Regions from separate parts of the Oncorhynchus mykiss genome. Here region 2 is linked to region 1. The links are chromatin contacts, called in public Hi-C maps. All regions are on one chromosome and are shown on one strand. Each heading gives the region's core, a stretch centred on a gene start, on an enhancer-like site or on the middle of the called end of the contact. The rest is flanking DNA. Distances are from core to core; before and after follow the strand shown.

What was found. A called contact is a pair of places that touch in the nucleus more often than the background predicts.
Region 2: a contact with region 1 is called in a Hi-C map of blood, with 5 times the contacts expected there. The contact joins the promoter of kdm7ab here to the promoter of LOC110523486 in region 1. A contact is called at or near these places in 2 of 3 Hi-C or Micro-C datasets (blood and liver).

What each region holds. Positions count from the first base shown.
Region 1 is chr1:44,408,290-44,410,943 of USDA_OmykA_1.1, reverse strand. LOC110523486 (G1/S-specific cyclin-D2) reads left to right here and starts at 1,326. Exons shown (of 5, transcript XM_021602222.2): 1 at 1,326-1,754. The coding sequence starts at 1,560.
Region 2 is chr1:44,597,342-44,599,995 of USDA_OmykA_1.1, reverse strand. kdm7ab (lysine-specific demethylase 7B) reads right to left here and starts at 1,364. Exons shown (of 20, transcript XM_021602250.2): 1 at 1,025-1,364. The coding sequence starts at 1,182.

The DNA.
Region 1 (2,654 bases), core at 77-2,576:
TGGTGCTCCGAAGGTAGCCTATGCAATAAAAGTCTGCCCAGTAACAATCGGCAAGCCTCGGTCGCACGCAGAATACCTATTGGCTATATGCAAATTGTGACAAGGGGAGGAAACAATCTCGAGACAAAAAAATGCTCTAAAGAATCATTTCCTAGTTCTCTTACAAGTAGAAGAACAAAAGTGTTGCCATTCAGACCGATAGAGAGACCCACTCGAATGGAATTTAACAACTTTGATCGCACCGGGAGACTGCCCCCTCTGCATTTGAAACACAATCAATGCAGGATAGTCTAGTTGACTCATCTTTGGGGGTAGTTTATTATTAGAGACAAGCTTAAGCTTTTTTTTTGACAAACTATATCAGATCTGCTTAGTGCTCCTCCAAGATTACATAGACCTATTTAACTGATCTCTATCACAGCAAGATTATGGTTGCCTATAATTAATTCTGACATGGGTCCTATATGTATCACTTTCTGCATATGAGTGTTATGATCACAACTTGCAAAAATAGGTATTATATTTATATATTAATACATACTGTTGTCCAATAGGCTGTCGTCGTGGTGTTATCTATAAAATAAGTTTGTCGCAACAACTTTTCTATGCTGCAATACATTTCCTAGAACGCTATCTCATTCAACCACATGCGTACGGCTTCTGCTGCTATATAAAAGATACTGTATATGGTACACCTGTGTGTATGTGTGTGTGTGTGTGTGTGTGTGTGTGTGCGCGCGCGCGGGCGTGTGTTTGTCGGCGAGTCTGCGCGGGCGTGTGTTTGTCGGCGAGTCTGCGCGGGCGTGTGTACGTCTGCGAGGGAGAGGGCGACTGACTATAAGTTCATTAAGTTCATCAGATAAAAGAGAAAGCAAATGAACAAGGAGTAGTTTTGCTTTTAATAAACTGAAATAGAGAAATAAGATTATCCTAATGCATGTTTATAAAGTTGTACAATTGGAACTATTACTATTCCTACATGCATAGCCTACATGCAACATCCCCTATGAATGCAGAGAAACTGTTCCCCTGACGAGTTTTAACTCAAAGTACTTGCTGGATTTATTTATGCATACATGAAAATCGTATAATTAATCAATTTATATAAATATAGACTTTTATCCAAGTGAATTGTCTCTATTTGTACATTTGACACATGGGTGGGGGTGGGGTTTTGTTTGTGGTCATATAGATTTTTATCATGATAAAATAAATAAATATAAAGTATATAGTTGTAAAGTAAAAGTGTAGCCTAGAGAAAAGAGTAACAAATGTTTGATGAGAGCATGTTGCGTCTGGGCAACTGCTCTACATAATGAGATTTGCGGCTTGCGTCATGGTCAGTAAAGGCAGGCTTCAAACGTATCCAGCCAGAAGAAAGTAGAAGTGAACTGTGGGGGAGAGGAAAAAGTTCGCAAGGAGAGGCAGGACAACTCTTGGGAGCCCTGCAGTCTCACTTTATGCCTCCAAAATACTTTCTTTCCAGTTTATTTGCATCTAGTAATATTGCTATTGTATTTTCACAAGAATAACCCAACTTTTTCAAAACTGAAACGACCATGGAGCTGCTTTGCCTCGAAGTGGACACCATCGTCAGAGCTAGTCTTGATCCGAATCTTCTGTGTGATGACAGGGTATTACAAAGCCTGTTGACCATTGAAGAACGTTTTCTTCCACAATGTTCTTATTTCAAGTGCGTTCAGAAAGATATTCAGCCATTTATGAGGAGGATGGTTGCGACTTGGATGCTGGAGGTTTGTACCGAAACACTTCAACTCTAGGCTATTTCCGTGCCTTCGACTCATCTCAAAACACTAACATCGGACTTTTCACTGTCATTTTGTCAGGTTTGCATGGTGTGAGAAAGAGGGTTGCATATCACATTGCCAAATAGACAATCGTGATAGCATATAATCAACTACTCGTATTTATATGATTTTATTATCTGTAGCATATTTCAACCAAGTCACCGACGATTTTGATAGAGATATATAGACATGTGGTTACAGTGGTGTATATCACCAGATAAAGTTGTTCTTTGCATATGTCTGATCTATGAAATGTGCCCTGGATTATTTTGTTATGTTTTAGATTGCCAAAATATTTCCATGCACACGTATGCAGTTAATCCTTGCCCTATTCTAGCCTATATTCTAACGCCATATTGGTTTCTATTGGAACTGTTGCAGTTTTTCTGACGATTTTACAGTGTCATAAACGCCATAACAGCAGTTGAAAAGTGTCCAGAGTGAAAGAGCAGTGTCTAAACTACATAGTCATAATTGAAAATATGCCGAAATATGTAGCAAACATTTTCTATTTATTTTTTAAATATCGGATCGCGGAAGGGGCGCGGGCCTATTTGTTCCTCTGGTCTCCGCATTGAAGTCCGTCACCCAGGAATTAAGTTAGATTTTTTACACTTTGTTTGACATAATCAGTTGAGAATGGTCTGAAAAGAAACCCGACCGTCTGAGCTTTATTTTCATGTAAGAGTTATTTAACTAGGATTCATTAAAGATTTTATATTAATTTAGGAAAAAAGATTTCGAACTGGCGGTGACGCACTCGAGAGCAACCGCATGCTACTTCGTTTTCAATTTGACAATTATTTCGCATTGAACTTCAAATGTCATGTTTATCAATTGTCGGGT
Region 2 (2,654 bases), core at 115-2,614, 190 kb before region 1:
ATCATTTATTCATACCTCTTATCCTAGCCCCTTAGGAACAATGTCATGTTTTTAGGAAAACGTGATGTTCGAGGGACACGTCAAACACGTGCACTTGCTTTAAAAATGTGTTTCTGAATTCTAACGCTAGATGGCTCTCGCCATGAGTACATCTTTGTTCGGGAAGGGACATTTAAATTCCCGTCCTCGACTTGACCACCCAACACTCCCATTTGGTCCATTTCTCAATGATGAGACAAACATTTTCCAACATCAAAATGTTGTCTCTAGAATTCAGGCTACTTCCTCTTCCTGTACTGGCGTGGACGGCAGTACACCCATTGCCTTGCCTATTGTTTATTGCCCCCCAAACCCACAAAAGTCACTTATTTGAAATAAGTTAAAATCAAGTTAATATGGCATTCTCACGGCATGAATCGTGACATGACAACTAGTTAACACAGTAACAAAAACATTTAGCTACAGATGAAGGTTTAGGATTTCTGGCTGGCTGTCAGAAGGCGCAAGACAAAACTTGACAAACACTAAAACGACAACAGAGCCGAGACAAGTGTGCTTGATTCGAAGTTTCTGCTCTAAAACTGACTAGATAACGTTACATCTACTGCAAATAAAGTACAATTGGCTGACAAATCAACTGTTAATTCTACTCCTAACCAAATACTATAAAATAACTAGCAACCGCAGGGAGTTCATTTCCGTATAATTGCGTGCTGTGTTTACTTGTGCAGAGATCTGGCACTGGGATTTTTTTTAAAAATACGTTTAATGACTCCGATTTCAACTACCGCATCGTCCGTTGTATGTCTAAAAGAAAGTAGGTAAACAAACGAATATGTAGCCAAGCTGCGCAAAGGTCTGTTCGCTCGCGAGATGCTCTGCACGGTCTTGATCGAACCTCTATTCACAGAGCGAGTCTGACATCGCAATACGACTTGACTTTCCTTAACAGATTATTAGGACAGTCGTTGACGCACTCCTGTCATTTTCAGGTATGTCATTAAGGAATATGTCGGCTCCTTACCTGCCATGAAACCAGTCATTACAAATGTCGCATTCAATCATAAACCGGCTAACATCGTAAGACTGCCGGCAGACACAGTACAGCGGGGCCGCCGCCATCTTCTTAGTGTCCAAACAAACAACGCAGCCAGAAAGTTGGGCGGGGACTGTTTTCAACATACACGGAAAAAGCCGAGGGCGAAACGATAATTTACGATAACGTTGGAGGAGACCACACGACCACTCTGCGAAGCATGATATTTGTTAATCATAATAAGCAATAATTTACTATTATTCAATCCAAGCAACAATCGCAACACCATAATGTAGGCTATATTAACTCAACTTGCATGCACGCGAAATAAAATAACAAGTTGTAGAGTGTTATAAGACAGATGTCTTTGATGTGGCCTTTTGGCACCAGGTGCTCCAAATTGTTAATAAAAGAGCGTGGCCTCTGGTATAAACGTTTGGCTAAAGTGGCGATTCCGGTTGGACCAAACGGCGAAATCTTTTTTAACCCAAAGTATGGAAACTAGTGTGGGACTGGAATGTGATGTGGCATATGTATAGGACTTTTATTGTGATATCCATCCATACCTGTATTCTAATTGGCTCCTGTATTAGATCAAGGGCTTCTGGGTAGAAGATCAGTCAGCGCTGCCATGAAGTGGTGTGTGGGGGGGGGGGGGGGTTGTGCCAATCACTTTCCCATTATTATGTATTCAATATATTCCCTTATGAGTTGTACAGTCTCATCATTAACATATGAAGTCTGATGCACGGGTGCTTCTTAGCTTCTTCAATTACAAGACCTTCAACCCACGTCCTCACACTAGGAACAACATTGCAACTGGTAGTGTTTGTAGGCGTTGTAGCTGTACATTTATAACATACACTTTTCTTCTGAATCGAGAAGAGAGAAAGTATTGGCAAGAACAGGCTTTAGTTAAAAAGTTACTGAATCCTTTCTTCTAGAATTCACATATTGCAGTTTTAATGTATATGGTTGTTCCATATAAGTTCAATATCTTTCTGACTATACTCCTTTATATTTGAACGAAACCTTCCAAACATGTTTGCCCATGGTAGGTGGTCAGAAAGTGACAATTTGGACATGGATGCCAAAACATTTAGGAGACAGAGTTGCTTAAAGTTGACTCATTTTGTAGCTACAGATTGTACACCAAAGTATAACCAAAGATTTTTGGTGTCCATTGACAAATCTATGGTGGCGGTTGGTGTGAGGTGTTCCTGTAACGCCCAGTAATGGACTTAAAAAATATTTGATAATATCACATTATCTTGCGTACAATCTGTAGCTAACCCATTTTGCATACCCTACCATGAGACATCCATGTCGAGTTTGATATTTTTGAAAGCAAAAATAAAACATGTACTTTTTTTTCTTTAAAGTCAATTATCTAAAATTGTAAACACTGAATTTTCTCACGTTCACATATATTGAGACTTAGATCCTATTTTAGATCAGCTGAGGTTTTGTGTTATGCCCGCCATTGGTTGAGACACAGCATTCTCTTAAATACAGAGAGGGTGGGTGTCATTTCAATCATAGAAACAAATCATATCCATCAATCAAATGTATTTATGAAGCCATTTTTACATAGGCAGATGTCACAAAGTGCTAGACA